Regions from separate parts of the Triticum aestivum genome. Here region 1 is linked to region 2. The links are chromatin contacts, called in public Hi-C maps. All regions are on one chromosome and are shown on one strand. The core of a region is the stretch at or near the end of the contact, and the rest is flanking DNA. Distances in the headings are between cores, read along the strand shown. Region 1 holds the start of LOC123071713 (ribonuclease 2). Region 2 holds the start of LOC123071710 (beta-glucosidase 4).

Region 1 (5,980 bases), core at 1,042-3,541, 270 kb before region 2:
GATGGGATCATATGTTGGCAGGGAGATTTTTCGAGGGCAATGCTTTGATTTCGATAGGTTCTTGTACATTGCCGAAGTAGTAAGGCAATCGCGAGGCTGGAATAAAATCAAGGTGAGTATATTGTTGTACAATAACAATGACTGAAGTGGAGAACGTGGGAATAATGAAGAGATATGCATTTTGACCAAAAATACTTGCAGGTAATCCAACTTTGGGGACCTAGTCAAATAGGTTATTGAAAATTAACCAACAGAGGAACCTAACCAACGCCTGTTTATGACACAATAGGAGAAAGCAGCCTCGAGTTCTAATAAAAAATATGAATGAAAGTAAGCTGGACAGTACAGACTACAGACCAAAATTTCCCAGACAGACACAGTTATGCCATTCCATTCAAATAAAAATCCGATTCACCTATTTTGTTATCAGGATTTAGAGAGATAGTTGATCGTATGCTGGACATCACTCAGAACTGTTGTGGCAACATTATTCCTTGCACTGAAGTTCTCTTCACGTAAATAAAAATGGAAACCGAGAAGACCTGTCCAAGGACAAAAGATGACTCACCTTCAAATCCTTGGTGAAGCATAATCTTAGTTCTTCAACTGAGCCCTTCTTGCATATGATCTGCGGTGAGCCCCCAAAAGCATGCTTGATGGTATCAATGACATCACTCAGTGCATATTCTTTACCGTTGGAGACCAGGATATCTCCAGTCGCCAGCATTTCCTGCAATTCCAATCCAAATTATAACAGTGTAAAAGAGACAAATTTCTATGATACAGTTTAGCAGGAGTCAAATTCGTATGCACTACAATTCGAGTCGTTTTAAGTTTGTTTTCTTCATCTGGAAACGAAGGTAATTTGAATAACAAACGTTCAGGTGCTTAAAGCCAACAAAAGAAACCAAAAATTCCTGCAAGAAAAAAGAATAATGCGCTACACCTAATTAGTCAATGGCCAGATGCTTACTGTAACATTATATTTGAGGTAGAGATCAATGGCGGTGGTGAAGTACTGTAATTCTTCATGAACAACAGGGGACGAGCATGTTCCATGCTTCTCTGTGAAAAATTAAACAAACGATGAAGACTTAGCAATGGAAATGAAACAATGTTTGTGCTCATATGGATTACTAAATTAGCAACCCTCTTTTATAACAACAATCCAATTCATTAGGTCAAGCGGATTGAAGAAAATTACCCCACTAAACGACAGCAATCCATGAATGACCGATCGAGCAGCACATGCCAATGCCATTATGCAAAACAACAGGTAAGGGAACAACACAAAAGGTTAGTGACAATTCCAATCGATGATACCAATCGAGGAGTATTCTGAGAGTTCAATCCAACAGTTCTGACACTATACCTCATGAGCCCAGAAGGGGCCCCTGCCACTGAAGCAAGTGGAAGAGGTCGAACAGTAGAGGGACGGCCAGTACTTGTCCAGAGTGGGCTTCAGAGGCGTTATCTACACCAAAATCAACGAAGACACGGCAGAGCCATGCATCAACGAGGTCAGCACAAAACGAATGGAATCGAACTTGGGCAGGACTAATGAAGCTAGAGCGGCCACGTATCAGTAAGGTCTCTGCGGCTGGCACCTTGTCCATGTCGAAGCTGGTGTGGCGGCAGCACGACGGCCAGGTCCCGTCATCGTAGTCCGGCCACAGCCCGTCTGCTCCATCAGCGGAAATCCAACCACACCAGTGAGAATTCTACATCGACCAAGAACCGAGAAAGCACAAAATTAAGAATGACGGTCGCCGTGCACTTACGGATCGTGAAGGTGTGGAGCGCCTCCGACCTGCAACGAGGAACACGGAGAACAAACGGCGTGAGCACATGAGCGCAGGGCAGGAGGGTGAATCGAATCGAATCTCCGGAGCGCCAGAAACCCCACCCGACCCGACCCGAACGAGAGCCCCGCGCGCGCGGATGAGGCGGCGGTGGGGATAGAGGAAAAGAGGAGGCGGAGCGCCTACCGGCAGCAGCCGTTGACGGCGCAGCAGTGGCGGGTGGAGGAGCAGATGGTGCCCGGCCACTGCAGCGCCAGCGCGAAGTAGTCGAACTCGCGCTGCTCCTTCCCGACGGCGGCCGGGGCCACGGACGCCCGGGCGAGGCCCGTGCCGAACAGGCCGGCGGCGACCAGCGCCCAGACCGCCAGCAGGCACGTCGCCGTCGCCGTCGCCATTGCACGCCGCCCGCCGCGGTGTCTCCTTCTCCCCCTTTCCTTCCCTCCCTCTGGCTGCTGGGTGGGTCGTAGTTTCAGAATTGAGTGTAGTACACAGAGTACAATCAAGACGCAATGGGGTGCTTTAATAATAGTGCGGTTAGGGATGACCTCGTGTCGCTGGCAAGTGGGGCCCGCTCCGTCCTAGCAGGTAGGAGTACCTCTCCGTCTATTTTCTGTTTTGCTTTCTACTAATTCAAATAAAACCAGTTTTCTACCGGTAGCTCTGCCGTTCAAAAATCCGAAACAAACCATCGACTCCCTCTACAAAGAAATATAAAAGTGTCACTACTTTAATGATCTAAACGGCTTTTATATTTTTTTACGGAGGGAAGCATTTTAAGCTACGGAATTGATAGGCTCGGTCTAGTGGATATATTTTGAAATTCCCATGCAAAAACAGATATATTTTGAAATGTGCTTTGAGAAAGTGCGAAGTGCATGTTATTCTGTTTATTTAAATCGATTCCCACACATGCTCCTTCGTATAAAAAAATGGGCCCTTTCTAAATAAAAAAATAAACATGTTTGATAACTAAAGTCACGTGAAAAAGAATCGGTGCAAGTCGATTTTGTTGAAGACAAAAATGAGGCCCAAAGCTACGAGACGGAGCCGGGACGACACAAATGGTTGCGGTGTCCTCGACCGGTGAGGAGGAAATGTCGCAGCTACCCGTGGAATCGCTTGCGGGAGAAAGCTCGGGACTTGACGGTTCAGTGTGTGTGGTGGGATGCAGGCGTCGAAGAAGAAGAGAATGGGGGGGGGATAAAAGAAGGATGGTCAGGCAGCGATGTGGTGCACGGCAGCACCCGCTAGTCAACTGGTGGGTGGGGGAGGGGGGCGACGATTAGGTATGAGTTGGAGGGCGGCTCGACCCAAGTAGGAAGAGGACGAGGGAAAAAGCACGCGGGCATAAAAACAAGTGACACTTTAAGATTTGTTTATTTTTAAAAGAATGATTCAGATTTATTATAAAAAATATTAAAACTGCAAAGCATTTCAAACATAATAGAAATGTATCGTGGTCCCTCGATCAACAAATGACCGCTATCTTCGTCAGAACGAGCCATTGACACACCATTGCCGCTTCTCCTCTATTGGAGCCAATATGACCTTATCAATTAGAACCGAAAAATATGTGTGCATGTGTCCGTAAGGATTGTCACCCTAGGGTGGCAATCTTCGTGTTAAACCCTTAAACCGATGTGAAACGTCACACATCATATTTCGCCATCACGTACATACCCACACAAATATTTTGCAGCTTTGTTCTATCAACAGGGTAAACCCCTGAGATCATGAACTTCAACCTTTTGCAACCCAGAATTAATCCTCATGTCATTCTCTTTATTTTCGCAACAAAATAAATAAAAAGTCCTCACGCCTTTCTCTTTCATTTTTTAGCGAGAAAACTTCCAATCTATTCATCATCAATCATGGCAGTATAACGTGTTGGAAATATGCCCTAGAGGCAATAATAAATTAGTTATTATTATATTTCCTTGTTCATGATAATCATTTATTATCCATGCTATAATTGTATTGATAGGAAACTCAGATACATGTGTGGGTACATAGACAACACCATGTCCCTAGTAAGCCTCTAGTTGACTAGCTCGTTGATCAATAGATGGTTACAGTTTCCTGACCATGGACATTGGATGTTGTTGATAACGGGATCACATCATTAGCAGAATGATGTGATGGACAAAACCCAATCCTAAGCCTAGCACAAAGATCATGTAGTTTGTATGCTAAAGCTTTTCTAATGTCAAGTATCTTTTCCTTAGACCATGAGATTGTGCAACTCCCGGATACCGTAGGAATGCTTTGGGTGTACCAAACGTCACAACGTAACTGGGTGACTATAAAGGTGCACTACAGGTATCTCCGAAAGTGTCTGTTGGGTTGGCACGAATCGAGACTGGGATTTGTCACTCCGTTTGACGGAGAGGTATCTCTGGGCCCACTCGGTAGGACATCATCATAATGTGCACAAGGTGATCAAAGGGTTGATCACGGGATGATGTGTTACGGAACGAGTAAAGAGACTTGCCGGTAACGAGATTGAACAAGGTATCGGTATACCGACGATCGAATCTCGGGCAAGTACAATACCGCTAGACAAAGGGAATTGTATACGGGATTGATTGAGTCCTTGACATCGTGGTTCATCCGATGAGATCATCGTGGAACATGTGGGAGCCAACATGGGTATCCAGATCCCGCTGTTGGTTATTGACCGGAGAACGTCTCGGTCATGTCTGCATGGTTCCCGAACCCGTAGGGTCTACACACTTAAGGTTCGATGACGCTAGGGTTATAAAGGAAGTTTGTATGTGGTTACCGAATGTTGTTCGGAGTCCCGGATGAGATCCCGGACATCACGAGGAGTTCCGGAATGGTCCGGAGGTAAAGATTTATATATGGGAAGTCCTGTTTTGGTCACCGGAAAAGTTTCGGGTTTTATCGGTAACGTACCGGGACCACCGGGAGGGTCCCGGGGGTCCACCAAGTGGGGCCACCATCCCCGGAGGGCTGCATGGGCCAAGTGTGGGAGGGGACCAGCCCCAGGTGGGCTAGGTGTGCCCCCTCCCCCCACAAGGGCCCAAGGCGCCTAGGGTTTGGGGAGGGGGTGCTTCCACCTAACTTGGGGGGCAAGTTTCCCCTCTTCCCCCCCTTGGTCGCCACCCTTAGATGGGATTGGGGCTGCCGCACCCCTTGGGGTGGAAACCCTAGAGGGGGCGCACCCCCTCCCTCTCCCCTATATATAGCTGAGGTCTTGAAGGCTGCCAACACATGAGTTTTGACCTCTCCCTGGCGCAGCCCTACCTCTCTCCCTTCTCCTCTCCCGCGGTGCTTGGCGAAGCCCTGCAGGATTGCCACGCTCCTCCATCACCACCACGCCGTTGTGCTGCTGCTGGATGGAGTCTTCCTCAACCTCTCCCTCTCTCCTTGCTGGATCAAGGCATGGGAGAAATCACCGGGCTGTACGTGTGTTGAACGCGGAGGTGTCGTCCGTTCGGCACTAGGATCTCCGGTGATTTGGATCACGACGAGTACGACTCCTTCAACCCCGTTCTCTTGAACGCTTCCGCTTAGCGATCTACAAGGGTATGTAGATGCACTCTCCTTCCCCTCGTTGCTGGTTTCTCCATAGATAGATCTTGGTGACACGTAGGAAAATTTTGAATTTCTGCTACGTTCCCCAACAGTGGCATCATGAGCTAGGTCTATTGTGTAGATTCTTTGCACGAGTAGAACACAAAGTAGTTGTGGGCATTGATCTTGTTCAATATGCTTACCGTTACTAGTCCAATCTTGTTTCGACAGAATTGTGGGATGAAGCGGCCCGGACCGACCTTACACGTACTCTGACGTGAGACAGGTTCCACCGACTGACATGCACTTGGTGCATAAGGTGGCTAGCGGGTGCCAGTCTCTCCCACTTTAGTCGGAACGGATTCGATGAAAAGGGTCCTTATGAAGGGTAAATAGCAATTGGCATATCACGTTGTGGTTTTGCATAGGTAAGAAACGTTCTTGCTAGAAACCCATAGCAGCCACGTAAAACATGCAAACAACAATTAGAGACGTCTAACTTGTTTTTGCAAGGTATGCTATGTGATGTGATATGGCCAAGAAGAATGTGATGAATGATATGTGGTGTATGAGATTTATCATGTTCTTGTAATAGGAATCACGACTTGCATGTCGATGAGTATGACAACCGGCAGGATCCA
Region 2 (5,905 bases), core at 2,753-5,252:
AAGGCTATGGACTGGAGAACAGCTGAGAAGCTCCTGGAGGAAATGGAGGGCAGTGGACTATACCTTAAGGGCATTACCCGCAGCCTCATAGCAGCAGTCAAGGAGTTGGAAATGGAAGAGGCTTCAAAAGACAGCCAAGAAGCATAGTTTCTCTAGGATGCGCTTGAAGTTACACATCCGCTAATCAGTTTTGGGGAATTTGCCCTCTTTTTGCTCTCTGCATCTCTGGTGAGGTTATGAAAAACACCAACTTTTGTACTTGTCTGCTTGTTGTTAGATGCTAAAATAATATTGCATTTGTATTATAAATGCTGGACCGGCAGGGATGCATATTTAATTTTGGTCTAGAGTTTCTGTTTCTGCAGAAGTAGAGAACCAAGAGAGTTTTCACGCAATTTTTGATCCAATCTTATGACTTGCCAAAGGAGAATACATGTTTGCCTATTCCCAAAGCAAGAGTCCTTGCAAACCAAAGAATGGATTTTGTTTTTTGGGATGTGGCTAACAAATCAAAAGGAAAAACATGTTGATGCAGCAGCAGGTACCTGTTGGTGCTTTGTGCGTGATGTACAAGAACATGCCTATATGCTGTTATCCTGTAAAACATCGGAATGACAATGCTATATTATTTATAATATGCAATTCATAGTTTTGTTGGCACTAGTAACTGACTCCGCGAAGACACTTCCATTGATATGATTTTTAGGGACATGTATTGCCAATTAGTCTGCTGCTATATGCTGGAGTAATTTTCTGGGAATGCACTTGATGGTATATTACTAATGTGCATTCAGCGATAACACTCTCCTGCACAATCTGCAGGGTCTTTTGTGCACTATTCGGAGCATGATTTGACGAGTTTAGTGTCTGACTATTCAGCCTTTCATTTGGTTTTGATTTTATATCTGCGACCCTTTGAAAACACACAACAGTGCCTGCCCAGTTTTGTGCAATCGCCGCATTAGCTTAGGTTACTGCGATCATTGCGCACGTTTTTTGCACATAGAGCAAGCTTAATTCCCAGCTGAATCAAATTTTGAATAATCGTCTGGCTCAGGCCTAATCAGGAGTGGTAGATGCTTTGCAGCTGGAAACAAGGCAGTTTCTGAAAGTTTGTGTGTGCAGTTGCTCGTATGCTAGACCTGTGAATATAGCAATAGCAATAGAGCTTCGTGATTGCGTCAAGATTTTGATTCTGAGTTGTGCACGTGGCTGCTGTGTGGCAAAATAGTCGCTTTGATTTAGTTGTCTGCTCCGCTGGGTTAAAGATATTGCTGCTGTGTTCAGATCACCGTGTATCAGAAGCGAATCTAGGTTCGGCTGGGCACATATATACTTTGTGCTCTCGTTTCGTTTCCAAGCTAAGCTATTCATTCCATTTCGTGCTGATATACAGGGTCTAATGCACATATTTTGAGATTTACTTTGAACATGATTTAGATCGATAATATTATGTGAGATGTATGCCATGGAAGCTATATTGCCGTATCCATATTTGAAAGGAGTTCCTAGCGATATAAATTTTGTAGCATACATCTCACATGATATTTTGTTCATATTGATGGTCAACGTGATTTTGAAATTCTTACGTATTAGGCTATATATATCATCCTTATACGATTCGTCCTATGCTTTGGTGCATGATGTACAAGAACATGCCTATATGCTGTTACCGTGTAAAGGATCGGAATGACAACGCCATATTGTTAATATGCAATTCATAGGTTTGCTCGCATTGGTAACTGATTCAGGGAAGATACACTTTCATTGATATGATTTTTAAGGATGTGTATTGCCAATTAGCCTGCCATATAATGGAGTAATTTTGTGGGAATGCACTCGATGATATATTACCAATGTGTATGTATTCACAGATAACACTCCTGTGCAGTAATCTGTTGGTCTTTTACGCACTATTCGGAGCATAATTTGATTGCAAGACTAGAAAATATGGTCTATTCGATGAGTTTTGTGCCTGACGATTCAGCTTTTCATTTGGTTTCAATTTTATATATCTGCGATTCTGCTGAAAACACAGAACGGTGCCTGCCGGTTTTCTGTGTAGTCACCGCATTGGCTTAGGTTACTGCGATCATTGCAGACTTTTTTTTTCTGCACATAGAGCAAGCTGAATTCCCAGCAGCTAGCGGTAAGTGGTTCTTGAAATATCAGCCAAACACTCCCTTTGTTAAAAAAAACACAAATACTCCCTCTGTAAGAAATGTAAGGTCGTTTAGATCACTAGTTAGAATTCTTTTCGAGAGAAAAGAGAGATACTGCAACAAGTGTTATATGTCTTGCCAGTGCTGTTGTGCGTGACAGAGATGGCTAATGAGAAAAACTAAAAGTGCTGGCTGAAGGCAGAGGCAGCAGCTGCTTCCATCTCAAACCAAAATAGCAATACTTAATTAGTCCCTTGATACCCTCAAAAAAAATATATTTAGTCCCTTGATTCAGTTGCCTGCTCCATTCCGTCGGGGTTGTGATATTGCTGTTGTGTCGTGGTCAGCTGCCAGCAGTCGCCCATTCTTCTTCTTTGTGCACTGATGATAGCCTGGCTGGAATGCGTTGGTTGCGCTGTCAAGTGATGCTTGATGGTGAACGCGATCACACTTGGCAAGCACCAAGCAGGGATGCAGAGCCACGTGCCATATCTTATGGCGCGATGATGTTATCCTATCGGTGTGCGTCACGAGCGAACCAGTGCAGTTAGGCTGTGCACATACTTGGCCTCGGTCGTCGTTTCCAGCTACTCCCTCCATCCCGATATACAGGGCCTAATACATATTTTGAGATTGCTTTGAGCGCGCATAAAATCAATAACACACGAGATGTGTCTCACGAAAAAGTATATTTGGTGTGTCATACTTGAAAGGAGTTCCTGGTGATATATTCCCTCTGTCCCGAATTACTTGTCACAGAAATAGATAAAAACGGATGTATCTGCAATAAGTAAGTCCGGATGGAGGGAGTAGTAATATTTATTTATAGCCCTATATATTCGGACTGAGGGAGCAGTTAAACCTGAGCTATAATTTAGCACATAAGTAAACAGTGGCCAATTTCAAAACGAAAAAAAGACAGAAAGAAACAGTGGCCGTCCATGGTGACAATCAGGATCTGATCCGAGCCTTATCATAGTATATTTGCACTCTCCATGCGCTTGGGAAGATAAACTAGACTACTGGTATTGTTTAGGGTTTCAGCAACTGAAGCTCTGCCGGCCACTCGCATCTTCTATCGGGATGCGGCCAGAGCCAGACAAACGGACGGACGGCGGCAGATTGTCCTCTGCATGTTTTTTTATATTTGATTTGATTCAAGTGCTGTTCGAATTTCGAAATGGTCGGTCCTACGCAGGCTGCAAATCAGGTGTGCTGCTTTCTACCGAGCTTCAGAGGAGACGAGTGCACACAAGAGCATCTCCCTTTATATGCTATATATATAGTTTTCACTAACTAAAAGAAGAAATAAATGCTTTAATCGGTGCAACGAAAACAAAAGCAAAAGGATATATCTGTTTCCTTGGAGCATCTCCAGTAGCTTCCTAAAAAACTTTTGGTCACAAGAGTAAGATAATATTTGTGTCGGATCCTAAAGAAGATTTATTTATGCTAACGGCCCAACGAAGAAGAAAACAAGAAAAAGATTGACTCGACCCATGAGAGTGGTGCGAACCAACCTCTGATTGAATGATTAGAGGGACAATGGTATCCCAGCCCATCAGAGTTCATGTTTTGATACTCACATTATTTCTGGATTTATTTCTGAAGTTTCCGCGATACGCTTTCAGTGAAAGAAGATGTTCTCATCGACAACGAGACGCCTACGGTGACTTCGTAAAATCTCAAGATGATGCGTCGGTTCAGTCTCTCGAAAATGATCATAGGGATAAGGTGTGCGTGTGTGCGTCCATATGAAATTATGGATGAGTGTATGCGCGTATGTATGAATGTTTGGGTCTAGAAAAAAAGACACGTGAGTGTGGTTGGGTGGGTTTGGGTGAGTTGTAAACCAGATCCAAACCGGCAGAGAGCGACTGCAGTCTGCGGCCGCTCTCCCGCGGACTCGCCGGCCCCGGCCGCACCCTCGCCTATATCTACGCGACGCGACCCCCTCAGTCTCGCTCGCAGCGCCTCCCAAACCTTCGCCCACCCACGCGCCTCACGGTCGCGCCGCGCCGGATCGGGATCAAGTCACGCTTAGCACCACGCGGCCGCTCTCGCTTTCGCCGTCGCCGGGAATGGGGAGCACGGCGGGCGAGGTCACCCGCGCCGACTTCCCCGAGGGCTTCGTCTTCGGCGTCGCCACCTCCGCCTACCAGGTCCGTCTAGACTGTCACTCGACTCTACCGGTGCTAGCAGCCGCTACGGGTACTACCTTAGGTTGGTGAATGGTGGCGGTGGCCGGTGGGTCACCGGGTCGCGTCTCGGCCGCCGATTGCTGATCCCTGCTCCACCCCCACGCCGCTGTGTGGTGTGACAGCGCGTCGCCCTCGCCCGGTAGCCCACGCCAACGACGCCTGTGTACTTTCGCTTGGTTGCGCTGCCTTCATGCTATTGGCGACTTATCTTTGAAAAAGCAAAGTAGGACGGTGACCGAGCAACGACCCCTCTGCTTTCACCAAAAATAGATGAAGCAAATTAATGGGTTCCTATATCTGATTTTTATGCGGTCGAGCCAAACACCCTCTCCTCTAGTAAATTTATCTATCAAAAAAAGGGAAGTGGCAAAGTAATCAACAAATTGTAATCGTTTGACTACAACATACATATGGACAGACTTAATATCAGGGAAATTTATCTTAGGAGTGGAAAATCGGCAAGTGGTTGTGAATGGACATAGTAGTCAGAAGTAGAGCACTATTTGCCAACGGAGGCGGTATGCGTTTAGTTGGAGATTGGAGAGGAAGAAATGTACATGGGAAGGGAAGGCTGACAGGAAATGATCTTTTCCCCTATTGGCTGAGAAACCTTAACTGAACTGATAAAGTAGAGAAATGGATAGGGGATTTGCCATCCGTATGTTGTCGTATATGTTCCCCGCTTTTGTTTTCTCTCGGACATGTGTCGAAACACGCATCATTTCATATTAGAAGAAACGACAAAAAATGCGTTAAGAGTACAGCCAGCCAAAAGACGAAGCAAATTATAACAAAACAGAGCAAATTTTAAGAAACAAAAAAAAAACAGAGCTAAAACAGAGCAAATTTTGAGAAGAAAAAAAAACAGAGCAAATCAAAAAAAAAAAAAAAGAGAACAGAGAAGTACTATATAGGAAAGCTGAGAAATGAATGTCCTCCACCATGAGGAGGAACGAGAGAGCCATCATAGAATTTTGTGTGGGTCCTTGGATGACAAATTGTAGGTTTCACCAGTTTTATCTCCTTGATTCCAAGTAAAAGAAACAAAAATGAGGTTTTCTGTGATCTATGAATCTATCCTCCTTCCTTTTGTCTAAAACTAGATGTATCATAGCTGTGAAGTAATGTTCTTGGCTTTTCCCCTCTATCCAGATTGAGGGGGCAAGAAATGAAGGTGGCAAAGGCGATAGCATATGGGATGTATTTACAGATAACAAAGGTTTGTCTCATCTGGATTCTATTTTAATTTGTTGAAATATGTTAATTTAACTGATAGTTGACATTGAAATGCTTTTCCAGAACGTGTCCTAGACGGATCCTCTGGAGAAGTTGCAGTTGATCATTACCATCGATACAAGGTGTTATTATTGACATAGCTATCGAATTACTATTATATTCTTGTAAAATAAAGTGTTTCTTTGTCTTGCTTGAGATGGATTATCTCCTTGATGCATATGTGTGTACAATTTTACCTTGTTTCCTAGATCCCTAATTACTTGTTTGAACTCTTTGGGTACAGGAAGACATTGAGCTCATGGCCAA

The links. A called contact is a pair of places that touch in the nucleus more often than the background predicts.
Region 1: a Hi-C map of leaf shows a contact between it and region 2, with 5 times the contacts expected there. The contact joins the promoter of LOC123071713 here to the promoter of LOC123071710 in region 2. A contact is called at or near these places in 2 of 5 Hi-C or Micro-C datasets (both in leaf).

The regions. Positions count from the first base shown.
Region 1 is chr3B:684,606,073-684,612,052 of IWGSC CS RefSeq v2.1, reverse strand. LOC123071713 (ribonuclease 2) reads right to left here and starts at 2,291. Exons shown (of 9, transcript XM_044495301.1): 1 at 1,989-2,291; 2 at 1,782-1,810; 3 at 1,608-1,681; 4 at 1,373-1,474; 5 at 1,205-1,208; 6 at 974-1,065; 7 at 569-730; 8 at 1-96. The coding sequence starts at 2,197.
Region 2 is chr3B:684,338,347-684,344,251 of IWGSC CS RefSeq v2.1, reverse strand. It overlaps LOC123071710 (beta-glucosidase 4), which reads left to right and starts at 4,002. Exons shown (of 14, transcript XM_044495299.1): 1 at 4,002-4,324; 2 at 5,516-5,582; 3 at 5,663-5,721; 4 at 5,883-5,905. The coding sequence starts at 4,244. LOC123071712 (pentatricopeptide repeat-containing protein At3g02650, mitochondrial) reads left to right here. Exons shown (of 1, transcript XM_044495300.1): 1 at 1-395. The coding sequence ends at 147.